3 separate regions of the Mus musculus genome follow, and regions 2 and 3 are each linked to region 1. The links are chromatin contacts, called in public HiChIP or PLAC-seq maps. All regions are on one chromosome and are shown on one strand. Each heading gives the region's core, a stretch centred on a gene start, on an enhancer-like site or on the middle of the called end of the contact. The rest is flanking DNA. Distances are from core to core; before and after follow the strand shown.

Region 1 (3,291 bases), core at 317-2,816:
TTATTCCTCTAAGAGTTCTTTTCAAATCTGATTCAATGCACGGAGCTTGCACTGAAAAGACTCTGGTGCGCAGCGGCCTATACCTGTAAGACCAACACTCCAGAGGTGGAAAGACCACAATTTGGATGCCTGCCTAGACTATGTAGGGAGACTGTCCCAGAAAAAACAGCCATTGAAATCTTTGGTGGTCAAGTACCTTAGGGCCTTCATTCCGCCTTGCCTTCAATTTTGTACCAACTAGTAATATATTGTAGGGTTTTGTTTTGTTTTGTTTTTTTTTTTTGAAAGATGGGTTCTACAGCGTGCCAGAAAAGAGGTAAAGGAAAATGTCAGAGAAACCTGAAGCTCTGCTTCCAGCCTCTTAGCACCCACCTGCTGCTACCTCTGTAGTAATGCCAACGAGAGGTTCACACATTTAGATCCGGAAATGCCGGGCCCTGAAGGCGGCCGAGAGCTTTAAACTCTAGCTGGTAGTTCACTAACTACAAATTAAAGGCTACAAGGCCCACTTCCAGGAAGACATTAAAAGCAGGCTAAAAAAGCATTTCAGGTGAGAAGGGACAGGACCTGAGACTCCCTGTCCCCATTATAAGACGTCAGGTACTGAACTGGACTTGGCTTTGTCTCAACCCCCACAAGGACTGATTTTCTCCTGGTTAAGAGTTTGCAATGTGAAAGCATTTTGACCTCATGAAGCTTAAAATTACAGTTAAGCATAAAGATCTGTGTAGGCAGGCACTTAGATTTTGTTTCTTTGATTGAGAAAGGTCTCACTTTGTAGCTATGGCTGGCCTGAAAATTCTTACATAGCACACTAAAGCTTTAAGCTCTCAGCAATCCTCCTGCCTCTGTCTACTGAATTCTGAGTCTGATTGCAGACAAGAGCAATCCCCCACCCCCGGGCCCCCCAATTTGTCAAGTCAATGACCTGGATCTCCTGGTGCTCACGCCTTTCAAGTAGGATTACAGACTTGTGCAGCCAGGGCCGATTTTCGGGTTTTGTATTGTTTTTTAATTTCTTGCACTAGTGTCCCTAAGTAGCCCAGGTTGATCTTGAACTCCGGCCTTTAACTCTTGATCCTCCAGTCTCAACAGCATTCTGAGTGTTGGGATTAACGGCGAGAGCCCACACGCCAGGCCTGAACAGTATTTTTCGAGGCTTCAGCCTTACTTAAGAGGCCAGTGACAATACTTCTCAAGAGGGCGGTCAATGCCTGCACGTTTTTTCCTCCAACAACCCCAATTCTCGTGCACGCCCGGGTAAGGCTGGGGCTAACTTCTGCTATTTGTTTATAAAAGAAAGAAGCTCAGGGAGTAGGTTCCGCCCCTTTAATGAGCCTAAGGCGGGAGTCGGGGGCCGGGCGGATTAGGTAAGTTTCCCCCGAGGCGCGCCCCCAGGCAGGCCAGGAGTCCACTTCGAGCCTCGGGACCGAGGGGCGGGGCGCGCTCGGCGGCCACGCGCGCGGGCGGGGAAGGGGGCGTGTCGGCGGGCGCGCGCGGACGGCGAGGGGGCGTGTCCGGCGGGCGGGCGGGCGGCGACGGCGCGGGCCGGGTGCGCGGCGCAGCGTCCTGTGCTGGAATGTGCGGCTCCCGCGAGCTCGCGGCGCAGCAGCAGAAGACCGAGGAGCGCCGCCGAGGCCGCGGGCCCCAGACCCGGGCGGCCGGGACCGCAGCGACGGCAGAACCAGGGCCGGCGGTCTGATCCCGCTCCGCGATCGCACCCCGGGATCTCGAGGGCCTCGACGCCCAACTTTTCCCCGCTCTCCCTCCCCTCCCCTCCCCCGAAAGTCCAGCAACAAAGAAAAGGAGTTGGAGCGGCGGCGACGCGGGGGTGGCGGACCGTGGGCGCACAGTTCAGAGGGTAGGACGCGGCGGAGCGAGGAGAGCGACGGGGGAGGGCGGCGGGCAGGCGCGGAGCGGCGCGAGGCGCTGTCCAGGGCTGATTTGCAGATACTGTGGCTCGGGCGGCGCGGCGGCCGGGCGGGGGCGGGATCGAGTTACGGAGCGAGTCACGGGCTGGGCCGGGGGCTGGTGCGGAGCGGCGTGGGCATCGGCCCCCAGCGGAGCACGGGGAGGCCCTTCCGCACGGCGCTGAGATCCGGGGCCACGGAGGCCGGAGCGCCGCTGCTGGTGACCGCGGTCCTGAAACTTCCCCCCTCCGCCCTCCCTCCGCCTCGGGCCCAACGCCCCCGGCCCCGCCGGCGTCCCAGGCTCGCCGCCCCCTCCCCCCCAGTCGTAGCAGGGCCGGAAGGCGGCCGCCCCGCTTGACTCAGCCCGGGGCACGGGCGGCGCCGGCGGCAGGCTGGACAGCGATTTCTGCGGCCCGCGCTGGCTCTGCGCAGCGGGGGAGCGAAGTTCGCAAACTTCCGGGCCACGGGGGCGGCGGTGGCGGCCCGCGTGGGGCCCCTCGCAGCGACCGGGGGCCGACAGCCTCGGGAGGGCGCCGCGGAGCCCCGGTACAGGCCCGATCGGACGCGGGTAGCGAGGTAACTTTTCCGCCCAGTCCCGGCCGGGCTAGTGGCGGGCGGCGGGGGAGGGGGCTGCGGGGCCGCGGCCGGCCGGGGAGGCGCCTCTAGGGTGGTGGGCAGCGCGTGAGGTCCGAGCCCAGGCACCGCCCGCGGGTTGGTGGCGGAGAGGAAGCAAGAGGGCCCAAGTTTGCAAAGAGCTGCTTTGTGTTTGGTATTTTGAGAAAATGGCCGAATGCCTATTTCAGTTAGGAATGCCGCCGCCGAGGCCGGCGCTGGTGGCAGCGGCACATAGGAATTCGGTGCAACACGTTGCTCTCGGGCTGTGCTTAGCACAGTCTGCCCGAGAGACGTGGAGATTTCCTTGGGAGTGTGGCTGCCGAGGTGCGTGGGGGAAGCTTTAGAGTGGATGTTGAGGTCCGTTGTGGAATCCGTGGGGCTGTTGAACTAGGGGAGAGCCGTTTCCTGTGATGGCATTCGGGCTCAACTTTTTGTTGGGGCATGTAACTGAGCGAGCGAGTGAGCGGGCGAGCTTGTGTTTTAGACTCTAGGTGAAGCGGCCCGCTTTTAGTATTTTCGGTTTTTAGTTTGTCTTTTAGTACTTTTTTTATTCTTTGCATATCTTGCCTTTAATAATTTGCAAGAGGCACACTGAGTTCTGAGACTGGTACCTTTGAGGCTGGAGGTTGAGACCATTTAGAAACTCAACTTGTTTTCAAGAAGGTGATCTGTAATGGCTTCCCCTAGGCAAGTAGGCCAAGTCAAGCACAATGCGGCTAAGTTGGTTGACGTGTTGAGTTGCACGACTCTTGAGGGAGTTTTCTAA
Region 2 (3,291 bases), core at 499-2,998, 130 kb before region 1:
ATACCGAGTCTGCACTCCGTGAGGCCCCTGCAAGTATGAGACATGAGCCGGGACAGTCAGTGTCCATGGGATGAACTTCCCCATGCAACCCCTCAGCTCTGCTCTTACGGCCTTCCAACTGGTTGATTCAGATGTGCCGTGAATCTAGACTGCTCCCTTAACTAAAATGTATAGGATTAGGGATATTTTTCCATGTGTATGTGTGTGCGTGCATATATGCACGTTTTCTTTCATGTGAGCATGATGTGTGTGCAGGTGTCCCTGCATTATGTGGGCTTTCATATGAAAGTCCAAAGTTGATGTGGAGGAATGTGACTTGATTTGAAGTAAGGTCTCTCACTGAACCCAGAGCTTGACATTCCTGGCTCAGCTAGCTAGCCAGCTTGTCCTGGGAACCCCGTCTCTGCTGCTCAAGTGCTGGTAGTATAGACAGCCATCTTACCTGCCTGGCTGTTTGTACTCATGTTATACCAAAAAGTGATTCATCCACTAATCTATCTTCTTAGTCACACACATAAAATATCTTCACTGCAGTCCCAGACTAGTGTTTCAGTAACTGCAGACTGTAACCTAGTCGAGCTAATGCATGAGACTCAGTGTCATCGGCCTGACTCTGTCCTGCATAGCTGTCCCCTCCCTTGGCTGGAGCCTCCACTCCGAATTGTAGCTAGAGCCTCTTCACTTGTCCCCTGCTTCTTCTCCTGTCCTCTCTGTCCCACCCACTGCCTCTAGCTGCTTTCACCTGAGCAGAGGGAACAGTTGCCAGGTAGAGGGCAAGCAATCAGCCAACGCTCAAATCCTTCGTGGTGGGCAGAACAGCAGTTCCCTGGAGATGCCTAAGTCCTGATCCATGGAGGCCATGGCTAGGTTACAGTCCCTAGTAAAAAGGACCTTTAAAGGGGTGCTTGCAGGCCAGTTTTAACTTAAGGCTGTCCTGGTTTGTTTAAGTGGCCCACTCTGATCGTACTAGTTCCCATGGAGCTGGGGAGACAACTCACAAGCCCGGTGACACAACTTCAATACCCAGAAGCCATATAAAGGTGGGCAGAGTGAAACAATTTTACAGTCCTCTGACCTCCACACACACTGTGGCATCCGTACCCCACCCCTCACCTGCCATGGAGGAGGAAAGTGGATTGCAGAAACCGATATGCTGACCTTGGATATGAAGGAAGAGGGCCAGAAGCCAGCAGCAAGGGGAAGGCAACCTGAGTCCTCTAAGCACTGTCCCCAAATGTCACTAGCAAGACAAAGAAGTAGAAGCCAGCTTCTGAAAGCCTGCTGAGAAGATCTTGAGAAAGTCTTCAAATCATCATATTTAGTAATCCCCGGAGATGTTCTCCTCAAGTTCCCCCTTAACAGTCAAGAGGTTTTTCCTTATGTTTTTTTAATACAGAAATTCTAATAAAGCCACTGGAGAATGTGAGTGACATCACATTCTCAGATTAGACTTTTCTACACTGTATTAGGAAATGTCATCCTAGATGACTTTGGAATTGGTTAAGAATCTTCTAGTAAGAGATGCAGTCATATCAACGGCTTCATGTTGTCCCCTGAGGCCATGCTGGACTACTAGTCTGCAGAATGACAGCAAGCTTTCGTTGTGTCAGTCACAGCCTTGTGGTGACTTGCTGTGGTAGCTTCAGAAAACACACAGCACCCCAGGGGCTTACCAGTAAATGCAGAATGGAGACCCAGCTCCCTCCAGTCCCTCCTCACTCTGAATTCCACAGTGCTTTCCTAGCAGCCCCACCCCCACCCCACCTCGTCCCTCCCCCTGGCTCCACCCCACTGCAGCCACACTAGGAGGAAGTGACATCAATGTGGTCAATGTGCCGATCAGGAGTCAAGACAGTAGCTCTTTAATGTAGCATCAACGTTAATGCAACTCTCTGTGACAACAAACATAAAATATTGAGAGAAGAACGAGATCCAGCCGCAGGACTGGCTCGGCTTGCCTTCTTTGCCACCTCTCTCGGCTTGTCGTCTTTGCCAACTCCTGTAGTTTGTAGTTCGGGTTTCCAGCTTTGCCCTCAGATCTCTACAAGGCTTTCTTTCTCGCTGACTTCATCACAGTTTTATTGTAGTTACTCTTTTCCTCTCCTTTCTTTTCCTTTCCTTTCCTTTCCTTTTTCTTTTTTATATTGAATCTTTCTATTGTGGCCCAGGCTGGCCTCAACTTTCCATCCCCCTGCCTCTGACTTCTGAGTGCTGGGATGATAGGCGCACCCCATCGCACCCAGCCTCAGCTACTTACTGGACCTTTTCTGACCATTTGCTTAAAATCATAGTGGCCCTCACCAGCGTCCTGTCACTTACTGTTTTTCCAGAAGGATGAACATGCCTAATTTATTATTTCATTTATTCACTGCTGTTTCCAGAAATGTCACCTAAAAATCATGCAACACGCGCAATGGTTCAGAAAGTATGTGTGGAAGGAAGAAGGGAGGGAGGGAGGGAGGGAGGGAATAGAAAAAAAGAGCTGAATGTAAAGCAAGAGTACTTTGTCAAGGCGTGTATGTGCATGTGTGCGCGTCTACATATGTGCTTATGAGTGTGTGAGAATGTGTGTGTGTGATTATGTGCACATTCCTGTATGTGAGTGTGTGTAAATATGTGAGTGTATGTGTGTGTGTATGTGAGTGTGTGTGTGTACCTGGATGTGAGTATCTGTTATGTGTGTGTGAATGTGTATGTACTGTGTGAGCATGTAAGTGTATGTGAATGTATATATGTGTATGTGAGTGTCTATATGAGTGTGTGTGTGAGTGCATGTTGGGGGGGGGTAGGGAGGACTTTCTCACTGCATTACTTGAAGGCAGAACTCCCTGAAGAACAGCAGTAAATTTTAGTTTGCTTGCAGAAACATTAATTTATGAGCGAGCTCCGTTTTGTCTCCTCCCTGGGGGGTAGTAAGCACCGGGAGCCAGCGTGTTCTCTTAGATTAACCGGCAGATGTGGACTGGTTCAGTGTTTTCTTTTCTAGGAATTAGCTAAATGCTGTTCCCACTGAAGCGCCAGGAAAGTTTGACTACCTTGTGACTTGTCTCAGATCCGGGGAGACCCAGTCCTTGCAATGTTGGCTTTGCTAATGCCCAGAGATTATATTCTATTCAAGCTGTCTCTCAACCCTGAAAACTAAAAACTCAACTTTGATATTCTCTCTCTCTCTCTTTTATCTATTTTTCTCACTCTCTCCCTTTCTCCCTCCCTCTTAATGAGAAAATTTTAGCAAAGACACTATTTAAAAGTCAGTGATATTTTGTATCATAGAAAATCTTGTTCCTCCTA
Region 3 (3,291 bases), core at 407-2,906, 92 kb before region 1:
AGATAGGGTCCTACTATGTAGCATAGGCTGCCCTCAAATCTGTGCCACCACTACACCAGGTTGGGCTACATAGTGAGCTCCAGGCCCACCTGATAGATAGACCGACAAACAGGCAGATGTAGATATTGTTATATTGATATATATTGATATAATTCTTAAAGTCTTTACAGGAGAGATTAACCCTGGAATAAATGTAAGGAAAGCCATCTTACTTCCTTCTATTTCTAACTCCAAGGTGTGTGTGTGTGTGTGTGTGTGTGTGTGTGTGTGGTGTGTATAGTGCGAGTGTGTATGGGGGTGTGTGGTGTGTGTGTTGTGTGTGTGTGTGTGTGTGTGTGTGTGTGTGTGTGTGTGGTGGGGGGTGTGTGTGTGTGTGTGTGTGTGTGTGTGTGTGTGTGTGTGTGTGTGTGTGTGTGTGTGTGTGTACCCATGGAATCCCAGAATGTGGAAAGTAGAGGCATGAGAATCAGGAGTTCAAGATCTCCCTCACTTGGCTACATAAAGAGTTTGAGACCAGTCTAAGATACATAAGACCTAGTTCCTCAAAATAAGACAAAACCAAGACAACTGTAGTGTTAAAGAAGAAAGCAAAAGAAAACACACGGATATAGAAATTGAAAGCATTAAGGCTGGCGAGATAGCTCAGCGGGTAAGACCACTGACTGCTCCACATGGTGGCTCATGACCATCTGTAATGAGATCTGACACCCTCTTCTGGTGTGTCTGAAGTTGACTACAGTGTACTTATTTATAATAATAAATCTTTGGGCGGGAGCATGCAGGGTTGACCAGAGTGAACAGGGCCGTCCAGAGCAAGCAGAGGTCCTAAATTCAATTCCCAGCAGCCACATGAAGACTCACAACCATCTGTACAGCTACAATGTAGCCATATGCATGAAAGAAAGAAAGAAAGAAAGAAAGAAAGAAAGAAAGAAAGAAAGAAAGAAAGGAAGGAAGGAAGGAAGGAAGGAAGGAAGGAAGGAAGGAAGGAAGAAAATCTTTGAAAGCATTAAGCTAGCTAAGTGGAGAGGTGTGCATTTTTAATTCCAGCACTTGAAAGACAGCTGCTAGCAGATCACTGTGAGTTTAAAGCCAGCCTGGTCTACATAGTGAGTTCCAGGTCAGCAATGGCTACATAGTAAGACCCTGTCTCTAAAAAAAATTAAGTCAAAATAAAGTAGAAATAAAGATACGGGATAAAATGTTAATGTAGCAAGCTATGATAATGAGGTACAGCTCCAGCAGGAGCCAGTTCTCTTGAGCACTGCCAAAAGGGAACATTTACTGAAAGGGACAGGGGTTACAAGGGTGTGAGGGTGATGCCTAAAACGTGCTCTCAAAACGTAGATGGAGAAGACGGCATTTTATCTCCGTTTATTCAAATAAGCACATCATAGCCAATTCCTAATTACCCAAGAGCAATAGCAAAGACATGACATAAAGTTCACAGCCATGCAGAAAGCAGACTCCTTTGTAAATGAGATGAAAGTAGGAAGGGGGCTATTTGGGAAGAGGAAGGAGACCCTCTGGAGACGGAGAAAGATACAGGACTGAAGGTGTCCTCGTGAAACTTCTTGGCATCATGGCTTCATCACTGCATGCAATGAATATGAGTACATTTCATAATGGAGTTACTTACTGTTCTCACTGCTGCGCTGTGACCAGACATGACAAATATAATGAATAAACATTAGCAATGTAGTTTCTGTTCTCACTGCTACACTGTGACCGGAGACTTAGTAGCAACTTGAAGGAGGAAGAGTTTATTTTGCCTCACAGTTTGAGCATTTACAGTCTGCCAGGTGGACAAGGGATGTCAGCAGAAGTACACAAGACAGTGGGTCACAGTATACCTGCCATCAGGAAGCAAACAGAAGTCTCTACTAGGAGGCCTTTAAGGCTGTAAGGTCTAAGCTCCCTCACCCCCAGTGACCCACTTCCCCCAGCAGAATGCCACCTCCTAAGTATTCTACAACCTTCCCAACTGATTAAACGCATGATCTTGTTAGGGACTGTGATGGCTAATCTTAGTTGTCAACGTGACTATATCTGGAACGACCTAAAACCCAGCAGCTGGTCGGGCCTGTGAAAGATTTTCTTGATTGGATCATTTGAGGCCAGAAAACCCACCTTAGATCTAGACCACACCTTCTGGTAACAGCCCACATAAAAGGACATGAAAGAGGGGAGCTTCTGCTCTTTGCCTGCCTGCCCTCACTCTTGTTGGCAAGTTCATCTGTCCTGCTGCTGAGGCATCCCTTTGCTGAAACTAGAATTACTTAAGATTCCAGTGTAGACTGAAGACCAGCTGAGACGTCCAGCCTCATGGACTGAAGAACTAGCAGATTCTTGGCCTTTCAATCAGGAGACAGTCCCTGTTGGACTAGCCAGACCTTCGCCTGTAAACCACTCCAATAAATTTCCTTTATGTGTGTGTGTGTGTGTGTCCATTCTATCCACTCTGTCCCTCTAAGGAACCCTGACTGAAATATGGACATTGTAGATTCAAATCACAGCAAGTAATAAAAAGGAAAGAAAAATAAAGTTAGCAAATTGTGTTCTCTCAATAAACTCTTCTTGCCAGTCTCAGGGACTTCATCATGGTCTTCATAACTTCTTATGCCCACTGTTCACGAGCTGATAGGATGTTGGTTTGTATCTATTCATTCAATCATACATTCACTGAACAAATAGTTTGTGACCAACTACTATGGGACAGTAGGCTTCATGACATGTAAGACAGAGTGGAAACAATTCTTGTTGCCCTAACTGCAGTTACATTGAATGAGTCACACTGTTTCAGCTGCAGCCAGAGAGCATGCTGCAGTCTGACAGCATATTCAGAGAGATACCACTTCTTCTGTTACGTTAGTCACCAAACATCAGACACTCTCAAGGCAGATAAAGCTAGTTCCCCATCCCCCATCCATCTCTAGTTAGCTCGGATTTCTTTTTATGACATCAGCATCATTTATTGATGACTGCTGCAACCCTGAGTTACTCCAGACCAAAACAACAAAAGTGACACTTCTGTAAGGAAGACGGCTAAGAGACGTTTCTTTCTTATTGATCATTGGCTGAGAATATAGGTGATGATACATTATTAAAAATCATTTATAAATAATGCACACACTTGAAAAGGAGACTTCTCAGCAACAGAACCAAAGTATGCAGTCATGGACAAGCAACCCATGCACTGTAATAACAACTACTCAGGCTGGAGCGATGGCTCAGCGGTTAAGAGCACTGGCTGCTCTTCCAGAGGTCCTGAGTTCAAATCCCAGAAACCAC

What was found. HiChIP or PLAC-seq counts read pairs in DNA pulled down with a chosen protein or histone mark.
Region 2: an H3K27ac HiChIP or PLAC-seq map of embryonic stem cells shows a contact between it and region 1, with 7 read pairs. The contact joins the promoter of Chaer1 here to the promoter of Rest in region 1. A contact is called at or near these places in 1 of 39 promoter capture datasets (embryonic stem cells) and 5 of 115 datasets of contacts at active chromatin or transcription factors (CD8 T cells, bone marrow-derived macrophages, effector CD8 T cells and 2 more).
Region 3: a contact with region 1 is called in an H3K4me3 HiChIP or PLAC-seq map of the SCID.adh cell line, with 16 read pairs. The contact joins the enhancer-like site here to the promoter of Rest in region 1. A contact is called at or near these places in 6 of 115 datasets of contacts at active chromatin or transcription factors (CD8 T cells, the SCID.adh cell line, bone marrow-derived macrophages and 1 more) and 1 of 9 other capture datasets (pancreatic islet).

The regions. Positions count from the first base shown.
Region 1 is chr5:77,263,928-77,267,218 of GRCm38.p6, forward strand. Rest (RE1-silencing transcription factor) reads left to right here and starts at 1,567. Exons shown (of 4, transcript NM_011263.2): 1 at 1,567-1,861.
Region 2 is chr5:77,138,557-77,141,847 of GRCm38.p6, forward strand. It overlaps Chaer1 (a long non-coding RNA gene), which reads right to left and starts at 1,749. Exons shown (of 2, transcript XR_880410.2): 1 at 1,674-1,749; 2 at 1-27.
Region 3 is chr5:77,172,100-77,175,390 of GRCm38.p6, forward strand. No RefSeq gene overlaps it. Among named protein-coding and RNA genes, the nearest start is that of Gm34598, 15 kb to the left of the region's middle. Within about 2 kb of position 1,657, at least 9 of the 459 cell types and tissues checked have an H3K27ac peak or open chromatin away from gene starts, as enhancers often do. A contact at or near this core is called in the SCID.adh cell line, where this site is marked.